Linked DNA regions of Mus musculus: all the other regions are linked to region 2. The links are chromatin contacts, called in public ChIA-PET, Hi-C and promoter capture Hi-C maps. All regions are on one chromosome and are shown on one strand. The core of a region is the stretch at or near the end of the contact, and the rest is flanking DNA. Distances in the headings are between cores, read along the strand shown.

What was found. Hi-C and Micro-C count contacts between places; a contact is called where the count stands out from the background. ChIA-PET counts read pairs in DNA pulled down with a chosen protein or histone mark. Capture Hi-C pulls out chosen DNA fragments and counts their contacts.
Region 1: a contact with region 2 is called in a Hi-C map of CD8 T cells, with 1.8 times the contacts expected there. The contact joins the enhancer-like site here to the promoter of Gpr157 in region 2. A contact is called at or near these places in 5 of 39 promoter capture datasets (embryonic stem cells, liver, macrophages and 2 more), 1 of 15 datasets of contacts at CTCF or cohesin (embryonic stem cells), 4 of 484 Hi-C or Micro-C datasets (B cells, CD8 T cells, the HL-1 cell line and 1 more), 6 of 115 datasets of contacts at active chromatin or transcription factors (embryonic stem cells, large pre-B cells, memory CD8 T cells and 1 more) and 4 of 9 other capture datasets (adipose tissue, embryonic stem cells, liver and 1 more).
Region 3: an RNA polymerase II ChIA-PET map of memory CD8 T cells shows a contact between it and region 2, with 11 read pairs. The contact joins the enhancer-like site here to the promoter of Gpr157 in region 2. A contact is called at or near these places in 1 of 484 Hi-C or Micro-C datasets (nephron progenitors), 2 of 115 datasets of contacts at active chromatin or transcription factors (memory CD8 T cells and microglia) and 1 of 9 other capture datasets (liver).
Region 4: a promoter capture Hi-C map of adipose tissue shows a contact between it and region 2. The contact joins the promoter of Rere here to the promoter of Gpr157 in region 2. A contact is called at or near these places in 1 of 39 promoter capture datasets (macrophages), 1 of 115 datasets of contacts at active chromatin or transcription factors (memory CD8 T cells) and 1 of 9 other capture datasets (adipose tissue).

The regions. Positions count from the first base shown.
Region 1 is chr4:149,852,641-149,855,939 of GRCm38.p6, forward strand. No RefSeq gene overlaps it. Among named protein-coding and RNA genes, the nearest start is that of Gm13070, 48 kb to the right of the region's middle. Within about 2 kb of position 1,746, at least 147 of the 459 cell types and tissues checked have an H3K27ac peak or open chromatin away from gene starts, as enhancers often do. A contact at or near this core is called in B cells, CD8 T cells and microglia, where this site is marked.
Region 2 is chr4:150,086,039-150,089,414 of GRCm38.p6, forward strand. It overlaps Gpr157 (G protein-coupled receptor 157), which reads left to right and starts at 1,465. Exons shown (of 4, transcript NM_177366.3): 1 at 1,465-2,098. The coding sequence starts at 1,716.
Region 3 is chr4:149,878,738-149,882,071 of GRCm38.p6, forward strand. No RefSeq gene overlaps it. Among named protein-coding and RNA genes, the nearest start is that of Gm13070, 22 kb to the right of the region's middle. Within about 2 kb of position 1,469, at least 30 of the 459 cell types and tissues checked have an H3K27ac peak or open chromatin away from gene starts, as enhancers often do. A contact at or near this core is called in memory CD8 T cells, where this site is marked.
Region 4 is chr4:150,280,419-150,283,962 of GRCm38.p6, forward strand. It overlaps Rere (arginine glutamic acid dipeptide (RE) repeats), which reads left to right and starts at 1,498. Exons shown (of 23, transcript NM_001085492.1): 1 at 1,498-1,657.

The DNA of each region.
Region 1 (3,299 bases), core at 496-2,995, 230 kb before region 2:
ACCCGTGTCATGTGTATTTGTGCATTTGTGTGCAACTACCTGGCGATGAATTTAAGCCTCACTGGAGCCTTTCTGCCTTAAACAGAGTCTCATCTGCATTTTTTTGGGAAAAGATTTTTAAAAAAATTATTTCTTTGAGACAGGGTCTCTCTGTGTGTAGCCCTAACTGTTCTGGAACTCTCCATGTAGACCAGGCTGGCTTGGAACTCATAGAATTCCTCCTGCCTCTGCCTCCCAAGTGCTGGGGTTAAAGGCATCTAACTACACATGTCTGGCTAAAAGGACTTACTAATTTTTACTTTATGAGTGTTTACCTGCATGTATGTATATGTATAATGGGTGTGTGTGGGTGTGTGTCTGTCTGTCTGTCTGGTGCAGGTGGAGGCTGGAAGTGGTCATGGGATGCCCTGGAGTTACATATAGTTGAGAGCCTCTACGCAGTGCTTAGTAACCATAGAGACTTAGATAAGAACGGTCCTCATAGACTCACAGATTTGAATGCTTATTGTCTTAGTCAGTATTCTATTGCTGTGAAGAGACAGACACCTTTGCAACTCTTAAAAGGAAAGCATTTAACCAGGGCTTGGCTTACAGGTTCAGAGGCTTAAGTCCATTATATTATTTTAGGAAGCATGGTGGCACATAAGCAGACATGGTGCCGGAGAAGGAGCCAAGAGTTTTACATTCAGATCAGCAGGCAACAGGAAGAAAAAGAGACACTGGGCCTGGTTTGAATTTCTGAAACCTTAAAGCCTACCCCCAGTGACACACTTCCTCCAACAAGGCCACACTTCCTCCACACTCCTATGGGGGACATTTTTATTCAAACCACCATACTTAAGTCACCGAGGAGTGGAAGGAACTCTGATAGGATTAGCTGAATCAGGAGGTGTGACCCTGTTGGAGGAAGTGTGTACTCAGGGTGGGCTTTGAGGTCCAGTCTCTCTCTGCTTCCTGCATGTCAGGATGTAGAACTCTCACCAACCTCTCCAGCACCATGTCTGTCTGTGTGCTGCCAAGCTCTCTGTCATGATGACAATGGACTAAACCTCTAAAACCCACAGTTGAATGGGTTCTTGGTTAAGAGTTGCCTTGGTCATGGTGTCTCCTCACAGTGACAGAATAGTAACTAAGCCAGTGCCCTGATCCATGTCCTCTGCATGTGTGGCAAGTGCTCTTAACCACTGAGCCATCTCTCCAACGCCCACCATCACTTTGCTGTTTTAAAGAGAGAGCTTCTTGGCTAGACCAGACTGGCCTTGAACTCACAGAGATCAGACTGCCTCTGTTTCCTGAGGGCTGGGATTAGAAGCACGTACCACCACACCCCTCATATAGATTTTGGGATTCTTACCTTAGGCCTGTAAGTTGCTGAACTCATTCTTACACTCCATAGGAAACAAAGCTCTATGGAAGTTCAGCAGAAAGCGCTCTAGAACAGTGGTTGTCAACCTTCCTAATGCTGTGACCCTTTAATACACTTCTTCATGTTGTGGTGGCCCCAACCATAAATTATTTTCATTACTGTTTCACAACTGTAATTTTACTACTGTTAGGAATAGTAATGTAAATATCTGATATTCAGGATATCTGATATGTGACCCTGATGAAAGGGGTCGTGATCCTCCCAGGGAGAACCACAAAACACTCTTGCCCCTGTGGGCTTTTGAATATTGGCCAGAGTCAGCCAATCCAGTCATGGGGGCGGGGCTACCACGTTTCCCATCTCTACGGCAACGACTCTGCTCTTTGAGCTTCCCCATGACGTCACCAGCACACGCTGTCTGCGTGAGAAGCCCAGATGTAGAAGCTGTACTAGCAGGTGTGAAAGGAAAAAAAAAAAAAAAAAAAAAAAGAGCATGGCCTGGGACACTGCGCATGTGCCACCTCAGGTCGGCGCTCACTTCGGCTTCAGTTCGCAGTCTAGGGTTTGCTGGAACTTGGCTCCTGTAATCTTAGCCGCAGATATGAGATGCTGCAGCGTTTCTCTGGCTTGCTTTGAGCCGCCGGCGGGCGATACCCGCATAGTGCTCTGTTCATCTTGTCGTTAATATCCATTGGCGTGCCTCCACCATGCCTAGCCTCTCTGACTGCTACATGAACTCACAAATCGCTGTTGCTAGCAAGCTGGCCATCTTCCTAACGTGCTCCTGAGCTCTGTGGGCCAAGGAGAGCCTCAGCCACGCGTTCTAGAGTCACAGGTAACACAGAACAGGCCACTGTGGACTTGAGAATTTTGACTATGTAACAGACCTGGCAGGAATGAAGATATTCTAAAGAGATACTGGGCGCCAGACCCGGGAAAGGGGGGAGACTGTCTTCTAGAGAGATCTACACAGTCCTAACACCTTGCAGATGGCCCTGCAAAACAGACTGGAGCGGATCACGGGTGGGACCACACCTTTCTGGAGACTGATTAGTTATGCATAGCTCCTGTCTTCTCTTTAAACAGAAACCTCATGTTAGAACCCTGAAGACGGGTTTATAGGGTACAGGACCTCTTTGTCCCTTTTCCTTACGTGGCCATGTCGCATGAATCTTCTTTTCTGCTTTTTACTGTTATTTGTTTCTGTAACTGACTCACTGGGGACAGGATGCTGAGTCTAGATTGTCAGGGCTGCTAGGACCTAGGCTCTGACCCCGGCAATGCCAGTAACGATAGAGCAGCCATTCTGCACTATGCATTGTGCAGATATTCCCAGTGGGTTGGGTTTCCTATGCGGATCGCACTATCTTTGCCACAAATGATAGCGCGGCTCGCTGATAAAGTTGAGCACCAGCTGTGCTAGGCAGTTGTTACTACTCATTAAGACAATAATCTAGGGCCCAGCAGGGAGCTAAGAACCAACTTGAAATTGAATCCTAGCCCCACTTTTTTTTAGATCTTTTTATACAATATATGCTAACCTTACTTTCCTCTTCCCCAACTTCTTCCAGATTCTACCCACCCAAATCCATACCCTTTCTTTCTCTCATTAGAAAAAAAAAAAAGGCACGTAAAAAGAAAATAGAATTCAAACAAACAAACAGGAAGAAGAGAGAGAGAGAGCCAGAAGTGCAAAAGAAACACGTACTGATGCAGAGACACACACCCACACGCAGAAATCCTGTAAAAACACAGAATCAGAAACCATACTGTATAAGCAAAGAGCCTCTTACCTCTTAATTAATATGTGATCTTACCTCTTAATTAATATGTGATCTTAGGTGAGCTAAGACCCTCTCTGTAGGTCAATTTAATGATTCTTAAACATATTCACAAGTCCACCTCCTGAGGTTTTGAGAGCTTTTCTATTTTC
Region 2 (3,376 bases), core at 215-2,714:
TGTGTGTGTGTGCCCCCATACTAACTTATGTGCTTGCGAGTACCTTGCCCTTAGAGAGCAGGCCATGGGATGCACTGCAGCTGGAGTCATAAGTGGTTGTGGGCCATCGAATATGCAAGCTGGATCTTGCACAAGTATCTCCATCCCTAAGAAATACAAAATGTTCAAACAAGAAAAAAAAAAAAAACCTCTGTAAACTGGGAACTATGCTTCCTTACTTTTTTCTTTTCATGTAACATATTTAAAATTACATTTTTTTAAATTTATGGGTATGGGGGTACGCCAGCCACAGGTGTGGAGGTCAGATGTGGAGGTCAGATGACAATTTACCCCACCAAGTGCGTCCTGAGAATCAAATTCAGACTGTCAGTGTTATTCTGCCCTGGCAATTACTCAAGGCCATCTCATAGGCACTAATGTTTCATTCCTTAACATCGCACCTGGCGCTGGAGAGATGGCTCAGCGGTTAAGAGCACTTGCTGCTCTTCCAGAGGATCAGATTCGAATCCAGCCCCCACATGGTGCAGGGGGTGGGGAGTCTGACGCACTTTTCTAGCCTCTGTGGGCACTGCATACACATGGTACAGGTACATCCGTGCAGACAAAATATCCACGCACGTAAAATGATAAAATGTATTTTTAAAATAGCACTAATAAGGTATATAGAATAAACAAGGAACTAAAAGTATATATATATTTCAGTAGGTGAGCACTTCATTGGGATGTGTAAGGTCCTGAGTTGTACACCCAGCCCCACAAAAACACAATACTTTCATTGTAACAAAAGTTAGAAACTTCCCCAAATCACCACCACAGATCTTGTGAAGATTTCGAGTACCCAAGCTTCAGGAATGTAGGCCATGCTCTGGACCTGTTTTTGCCACCATCGGAAAGAATGTTTCCAGCAACCACCCCTCCCCTCCCCAACACACACGTAAGCAGGCTGATCAGGGGAAAGTAACATTAGCCTTAAAAATGCCATTCTCCCCTCCCCGCCTCCCCCCAACCCCCAGAACAGGATGTCCTGGCCATTTGCTAACCTCCTAGAGTGGCTCTGAGAGGCAGAAGGCAACGATTGGGACAGGACTGGGAGGTACTAGGTAAGAGGGAAGCGTAGAGGCGCAGAGGCGTGGGGAAACGCGGAGAAGCGATTGAGCTTGAGGCTGAAAGAGCATCAGGGCGGAGCAATGCGCAAGTGGGGGGCATGGGAGGAGCTTGAAGGAGGCTGGGCGGGGCTCTGGGGCTACAGGGCGGGACATGGAGAGCTCAGGGGCGGAGCGCTGGAGCTTCAGATTCGGATGTGTTACTGCGCAGGGGCGGGGTGCAGGGGCGGGACGCGAGGAGAGCGCGCAGGGTTACAGAGTCGGGGTGTGGAGAGCTCATGAAGGGGCTACCAGCTTGGAGACAGCAGGGGCGGGGACTCGGGACGAGATTAGAGTGCTCAGGGGCGGGCGTGGAGTGCTCAAGGGAGGGACCTGGAGGACTCAGGGTAGGATTGTAGAGCTCAGGGACAGGGAGTGGAGGGCGCCGCGGTGAGACCGCTGTTGTGTAGTTGTTAGACTGGGCGGGGCTGGGACGCAGGCGGGACCCGTGGGGACGCGAGCCCGGGCGCCAAATGCCCAGACAGAGGCGACCGCGGGCTCGGCTTGGCCACGACCTCTCGGCACCCTTAGGCCTGTGCACCCTGGCTGTCTGCCCTTGGTCCCCAACCCACCATGCCCTCACCCGCGCCTCCCACCGAGCTGCTGCCGTGGGAGCGCGCGGTGGTGCTGCTGTCGTGTGCGCTGTCAGCTCTGGGCTCGGGCCTCCTGGTGGCCACGCACGCCCTGTGGCCTGACCTGCGTAGCCGGGCGCGGCGCCTGCTACTCTTCCTGTCGCTAGCGGACCTGCTCTCGGCTGCCTCGTACTTCTACGGAGTGCTGCAGGACTTTGCGGGCACTTCGTGGGATTGCGTCCTTCAGGGCGCTCTCTCTACTTTCGCCAACACCAGCTCCTTCTTCTGGACGGTGGCCATCGCCCTCTACCTATACCTCAGCATCGTCCGAACTACGCGCGGGCCCTCCACGGACCACCTAATCTGGGCTTTTCACCTCATCAGGTGAGTAGGAGACCCGGCTTTGCCTCCAGGCCCCAGACCCAGGCTTATGGGTCCCGGGCCTTGCGTGCTGTGCTGTGGCATTCGTGCTTTCCCTATCTAGGTGTCAAGGTGGTGTGTCCTACTGGCAGTCACATGCATCCCCGAACCATGGAAGGGTGCCCAACTTGCCCAAAAAGTTGGAGCCAAACCTGTCTGAGCGTCTCTGAAGAGGGTGGTCTCTGTATCTGCCCCAGCCAGAATCTCCCAGCAAGGTGTGGGTGGGTGCAGAACTTGCCCATAGGAAGAGGTCTGCCATTTAGAAAGGAATTGGAGACAGTCTGTGCCCTTTGCCTCCTACTTCACCGCGATCTGGCAGTCTCTGCTGCCCATGGAGAGAAGTTCCAGTCTGCAGGCTAGAAGATGAGTTAGGTGGCTGCCCTGGCCTAAAAGCCCACAGCTTCCAATTCTATACCACAGTGGTTGTGGTGCGTCCAGCCACTCTCAGACGATAGTGTGCCAACTGTAAAATGCACAGAGGTATGCTTCTTTAAGCTTTTCACGACATTTATAAACTTCAGGCCCCCATTACCTGCACTTTCTTAGACGCTTTTAAAAAAGATTTATTCATTTTATTTTATGTGTGTGAACTGACTGCATGTATGTATGTGTATGTGTCACGTGTATGTGTACTTGGCGCCCTCGTAGGTCAGACGAGGGTATCGGATCCCCTGGAACTGGAGTTACAAATGGTTGTGAACCATCATGTGGGTGCCGGGAATTGAACCAAGGTCCTCTACAAGAGCAAGAAGTGCTCTTAATCACTTCTCTTAACCATGCTCTCAACCATCTCTCCAGGTCACTCGATGTGGTCTTGATTGTCGAGAACTCAGGTCAGGGTCAGGCTGTCAGCCACCTGGAGTCCCTGAGAGTGGGGAAGCCCAAGGCCCTGCACTATGCTGGTCCACTCTTCTTTCACGCTTGTCAGCAAGAAAGCTGTGCCCAGAGGCCAGCCTTCCCTCCTGTCGTTTCAGTTTGAAATTCTCGGCAGTCTGCGCAGAATTTGAGGCAGGAAGCCTAAGGCTTGTTTCCTGTCTCTTTGCCTCAGCTCAAGGCACCAGCGTCCGCCCTAATTATAGGTCCCTTCTATTAAAAACTTGAATGCTTTCCAAGGGCCGAGCGGGTAGTCAGCACTTTGGTAGAGACAGGTCACCTGGGTGTCACACGCAGAGGCCACAAGCTGGGAAGAGTCACTTGACCTCCTGTTCTTGTAGCTGTTGGAAGGAGACCAGCCGGTCCTAA
Region 3 (3,334 bases), core at 219-2,718, 210 kb before region 2:
CCCTTCCCTCTTCTCTTCTGGGCAGTTCCTGAGAACATTCCAGGACCCGTCGGCAAGCCTGGCCCTGTCCACTAGTGCCTCTTCCATACTGTCCAGGAAGGCAATCAGGACTGTGCTAACCCTCAGAGCCAGGTTCCATGGGTGTGTGTCACCCCCCTGTCCCCAGATGTGCAGGGACCACTGTCTTGCTCCCACAAATCCTTTAGTTGCTCCCCCCATCTTCCTTTCTCTCTTCTTTAATATTTTGACACAGTCTCATGTAGCTCAGGATGACCTTGAATTTTCTTTTTTTTTCCCATTTTTATTAGGTATTTAGCTCATTTACATTTCCAATGCTATACCAAAAGTCCCCCATACCCACCCACCCCCACTCCCCTACCCACCCACTCCCCCTTTTTGGCCCTGGCGTTCCCCTGTACTGGGGCATATAAAGTTTGCAAGTCCAATGGGCCTCTTTTTCCAGTGATGGCCGACTAGACCATCTTTTGATACATATGCAGCTAGAGTCAAGAGCTCCGGGGTACTGGTTAGTTCATAATGTTGTTCCACCTATAGGGTTGCAGATCCCTTTAGCTCCTTGGCTACTTTCTCTAGCTCCTCCATTGGGAGCCCTGTGATCTATCCATTAGCTGACTGTGAGCATCCACTTCTGTGTTTGCTAGGCCCCGGCATAGTCTCACAAGAGACAGCTACATCTAGCAAGATTTTATTGAAAGGACCCAGACCTTGAATTTTCTATAGAGTCAAAAATCCTTGCATCCCTGGCCTCCCCTGCATCCCTGATTCTCCCTGATCGCCCTTCTGGAGATCTCCGAGGATGCTAGGACAGTGAGTGGTCTGTAATGACAAGGTCTCTTTGTGTCTGGCTAATGGGCCTCTGCCCCACCACCCCTGTTGACTTTTGGGGAGGGTTCGCTGTTTGCCGCTAGACTGGGCACAGCACCTTGTCAGCTGGAGCATCCTCAACCACAGGAGGCTGATTCCCCAATGGCCCTGGGAGGTGGCCTGAAAATTGACCTTGAGTAAGATAGAGCTGCAGTTTGAGCATGAGTGGCTGGCTGTGACATTAGTTACAGGGACACTGTAGCAGAATGACATCTCTGTGAAGACGTCTACATCATCTTTATGATTCTACAGGGCAAAGGGACTTTGAAGGTGGGATTAAGGGCCTCTTGAATCCCAGGCAGGTTTGGGGTTACCAAAAGGATTGCCACAAGAAGCAGACAGGAGCATCAGAGACAAGAAAGTCAGAGACAGAATGATAGAGACACAGAGACGTAAAATGAGAGAGACAGGAAATGTCAGAGAGACATAAACAGGAAGAGGAGATAACACGCAGAGAACCAGAGAAAGGAAGAGACAAAGATGCTTCAAAGCCGATGGCTTTGAAGATGGAGCAGGAGGCTGCGAGCCCAGAGACGGAGGCATTGCTTGAAGCTAGAAAATTAAAATAGTCTTCCTTGAGGCTTCAGAGTGAGTCAACCCTGCTCGTACCTGCCTGTCACGTCTGGCCTCCAGAGCTGTGAAGTCACACATTGTGTGTCTGTGGTCGGTTGTCACGCCGCCACAGGAAACTCAAAGGGATTGCCTGGTGTCCTCGCCTCCTGTCAGAAGCACCTAGGTTCTTTCAGGACCCTTCTGTGGCTTCCAGGCTGTGCCTTGCCCTGGGTGACCCCGTTTTGCAAGGGGCACTTGGCTGCATTTTCAGTGCAAATGCAGACAGGTTAACTCTGCATCCTGTGCATGTAGAAGTGGTTTGGGATGCAGACTGATAGCAAGCGTTCAAAAGTAAGAAACAAACAGTTGAAAACTTGTCAAGCTAGACTAGGAACATAAGGGCGCACAGATGTATTAAAGTCATACCAGGAAAACCAGGCTAAGGACTTGAGGAACACAGACTAAAGGGAATACCTGCACCTGGACCCATCAAGTGGAGAATACTTAACAGTGTGAAGGGAACAGCACCACCCACCTGTCATCTGACCACCCAGGGTGTGTGTCAAGAGACTGATGGACAGGATCCCTATAGATCCTGGGACTTTAGTTGGCCTTTATCCCCAGTGCTTGACCTACCCAGCCTTCAGTGCATCTGTTTGTCCTTCTGTTAAGTCCAAATGAATCCCTAGACCTGGCTTGGCTCCACATTCCTCTTGAAGAAATCCAACTTACCTTACCTTACTTAGGGCCGGGAGGTGGCTCAGTTGTAGTCATGGGAACCTGAGTTCAATGCTCAGGATCCAGAAGAAAGCGAGGGGTGCTTGCATGCGTCACATTTCTATTCCAGTGCTGGGGACGGGGTGTGGAGACACTCCCCTGAGGATGGCTGGCCAGCTGACCTAGCTGTATTGAGTTCCAGGCTGGTGAAAGACCACGTGTCAAAATATCAAAGTGGCTGGTGGTGTCCTGAGGAACAGCTGCAGGGCTTTACCTATGACTTCCTTGGGTGTGTTCACACTGATGAACACACAGACACACACACACACACACACACACACAGATGCATACACACAGAGACACAAACACACACACACAGAAACACAAACACACAGAAACACAAATATAGACACACACATGCACACACAGACACATACATACTAACACAGACACACATACATACACAAAGACACATAGACACACAATCACACGAATACAGACATACACATAGACACACAGACACACAGACACACACACACAGAAACACACACACACACACACACACAGACACACAGATGCATACACACAGAGACACAAACACACACACACAAACACACAGAGACGCATACACACAGAAACACAAATATAGACACACACATGCACACACAGACACATACATACTAACACAGACACACATACATACACAAAGACACACAGACACACAAATACAGACATACACATAGACACACAATCACACAAATACAGACATACACATAGACACACAATCACACAGACACAGACATACACATAGACACACAATCACACAAATACAGACATACATATAGACACACAATCACACAGACACACAGATACACACACACACACACACACACACACACACAGTGAGCGAGAGAAAGCACAGGCAGTGATAAACCCAAGTGTCCCTGGGTTGTTTCCCTGGGGAGTGGCTAGGGGACTCTGCTACTTCTTGACTTTCTCGGGAGCAGAGCGGGCAGGTGGGTCTCTGAGGAACTCTAGTAGATGAGCATGTGATTTGAAAAATGGACGGAGGTGCCAATATGGCCACCAGGAGCACACTGAGTGACAACTTTCCCCAGAGAGCAGGTCTCCCTTGCATGTCTGGGTAGGCTGCCCTTTGTGACAACAGCTGTCCCTTCTA
Region 4 (3,544 bases), core at 248-2,747, 190 kb after region 2:
TTTCCTTTCCTTTTTTGTTGGCATTTTTAAGACAGAGTTTCCAAATGTAGCTCTGACTGGCCTGCAACTCACACTGTAGACCAGGTGGGCCTTAACCTTTAATTAAGATCTTCTTGCCTCTGGCTCTCTAGTGTTAAGATAACAGGTAAGAGCCACCAGGCCTTGGTGAAACTAGTCTACGCCTCCCCTCCCCCAACAGGGCACAGCTACTGCTCTCTTTAAAAGACTCTCCGTCGTAATGGTCTGTTCTTTATTACTATTTTTTTTTAAAGTCATATGTGTGTGTGTGTGTGTGTAGGTTTGTGCACATGGAGGCTAGAGGAGTGTTGGATTTCTCAGAGCTGTAGTTACAGGCAGCTTTAGCAGCCTGATGTGGGTGCTGGTAACCGAAGTGGGGTCTTCTGCAAAGAGCAGTTGAGCCCTGTTCTTTATTACTTAATGAGGCCTTTTATTATTCTCATCAATAAGCAGCACAATTCACCAATTCACATTTTCTTTTCTTTTTTTTTTTTCACTTCAGTTTCGGTCAAACATTATTTTTAAAACATTATGAACTACCCATCAGAACAAATAACTTCGAATCCACTCTGTAGCTCCCCTTGAACCTCAAGGAATAGGAATCTGTCTCTTAAATGAAATAAGCAATTATGGCTCTGGTAATAATAAGAGCAAGGGGACAGTCGCCAAGCCCACCCCTAAGACCGACCCGCTTGAGGTAGACCATCCCGAGGGTCAGTACAGGGCTGGCCGCTGGGAGCTCTGCCTGTGGCCGAGCAGGGCGGACCAAGCACAAAGCCGCGCCTGGGGCGGGGAGCCCATCTCCCAGGTTCCGGCCGCCGCCCGGAGCGTGCACTAAGGGCTCGGCCGCGCCGCCACCAAAGCCTGGCCTCTCCCCTTGCCTTGCCTTCTGCTCATTTTATTAAAAAGGAAGAAAAAAAAAAAAAAAGAGAGAGAGAAGAAAAAAAAGGAGGAAAAAAAGAAAAAAAAAAAAAAAAAAGAAAATGGAAGAGCGAGCTGGAGCAAACATCCCGCCCCCAGGCCCGCCTTCCGCCTCCTATTGGCCCGTCCTCTACTGACGTCACGAAGAGACAGACCAATGGTGATGGTCGATACTGCGAGGTGGGCCGGGCCCGAGCGCGGAGTGGGCGGCGGGTCGGCGCAGCAGCCCCGCGGCTCCGCCACCATCGCGGAGGTGCCGCTGCTCCCACAGACGCTCGCGAGCCGCCCCCCGCGCTCCGCAGCCTCTCGCCCCGCCGGGCCTCGGTCCCCGCCTCCTTCCCCGCGCCTCGTCCCCTCACGCGCTCCCCACCTTGTTTCCGCCTCATTTTCTCTCCTAGTTGAGGGGTAGGAAAAAAAAAAAAAAACCCTACCATCCTCCGGTGGGAGCCACTCGCCCTCTGGGAAAAAAAAATCCACAAAACCAGACATGGTCCTGGGCTCCCACTGCTGAAGGCTTGGCCCACCCGAGGAGGTCGAAGTCCCGGCAGGGAAGCCCCGCAGCCCCCCGGTGTCGCATCCCCGCGGGCCGGCCCCTTCGGCCCCGCGCCCACCGCCCTCGGTCCGCCGCCGGCCCCCGCGGCCTCCCTCCCGGTCCCTGCACTTTCCCCGGAGCCCGGCCGCCACCCCTCTCATTGATGGTGTAGCGCCCGAGGGGAAGGTAAGTGTCCAAGTTGTCAGCGCCGCGCCGCGGGCGCCCCTCCTCGGCCCCTCTTTCTGGGGTCGGAGTGCTCTGGGTGGGCGGTGGGGCTCGGCCGGGAAAGCCGAGGCGGAATGCGAAGGGTGAGAGTGGAGGCGAGCCCTCGGGGAACCATGGGCCGGACGCTGCCTTTGGTCCTGTGCGAGCCAGGTGACTGTACTACGTGCTTCTTGACCCCTGCTCTCTCTTGGCTTCTTAGGCACGCTCTGGAACTAGTCTGAGGTTAAACTGTTACACGCCACTAGCTGAGCAGCTCAACTGTGAGAGGGAAGGACCCGAAGCTGTGCATTTCTTGGATATTTGTGAATGTGGGGGTCTGGGAACGGACTCATTAAAGTCTCATTTCACATTAGGAGGAAGACTCCTCCTTTGTGTCTCTCTTCTCAGGCTCTGTGATTCCAAAATTAGGGAACCAAATACCACTTGGAGCGGCGTAGAATTCTGTCATGATTTTAAGTTCTGCTGTCTGAAGGAGGGTGCCTTCTTTCTTTCTTTATATTTTTTTAGGGTTATGGGAAGAAGGTAGTTTTACATCGAATGGGGTGTGTGTTGTGTTGAGGGAGTATTGCAGGTTTCCTTTGAAACTGTTCGCTTGAGAAGTTGTTGAAATGAAAATAAAATGATTCATTGTTGAATAGTCATTATCCTCTGTCTCTTTTCCAAGGTTTGCTTACTTTTTTTTTTTTTTTTGATTACAGACTTCAAACATTGATTTCAGCAGAATGTGCCCTTGAGAAACTGGGTGCTTTAAATGTTTCAGTATGTGCTGCTATTTTAAGGTGGCTCTGAAAAAGTAGTTTTGTATGAATCTTGAAATAGCCTTCTGCAAAGCAATTCTTAAGACTAAACAAAACAAAACAGATTAACTAGTGAGTGTGAGCTTGGTGGATTACAAAACAGACATTTAGTGCAGCTCAAATGAATAATACATCCTAGGTTAGATTTCAAATAGCTTTTATAATTGCTTTCCATTTAAAGAGAGACCTTTTTGTCTGGTGTACACTGGTTTCTTTAGTCTCAGTCTGATGGGGGAGGGGAGGGAGAGGATTATCTATACAATAATAAAATCATCTTTGGCGAGATATTTCCTTCCATGGATTTGCTTGCTGAGTTAATTCCACTCTAAATTGCAAACCGTTTTTGATTTTGATGGCCTAGTCTGGGTGAAAGCCTGCCTTCCAGTTTTCTCTGTTGTTGAGGTCGAAGGGAAGAGGCAGAGGCAGAAGCAGACACACACAGAGACACAGACACACCACACACACACACACACACACACACACACAACCAGGCAGAGGGCTCATTGTTCTTCCATACAGATATCCATTCTCTCTCTCCCATATTTGGGGCTAGGTTTGCACAGACAAACACGGCTCTTTTGGGGAGGGATGAGAGGAGATGGGGGATGGGAAGGTGCTTTTCTTGTTCAGTTTTCTTTCACCCATTTCACATCTGCCTTTTTTTTTTTTTTTGCAACCTTGCAAGGCAGATGAGTACATGGGACACTAAAGGACACTGTGGAACGCTTTCAGAAGACTCCTGTTTCCCTCCCTGCCTTTGCAGCCCTGCTTTCTGCTGCTTGCTCTTTTCCATCTGTGTAAAGATCAACTCTGTCATGGTGGTCTTGCACTCTCTGCTTTCCATTCCTTGAGACCCCTGGCTCTGTTAGGGGCAGATTTGTTCACTTGATTTTTATTTTGCTGAGTGTGACTGGGGCCTTTATAAGTAGAAATAGGTTGTCTCAGTTAAAATGATAAAGACTATTTGAGGTTAATATGTTGCAGTATTTTGTGTGAGTGTGTGTGAGTGTGTGTGTGTGTGTGTGTGTGTGTAAGAGAGAGAGAGGGAGAG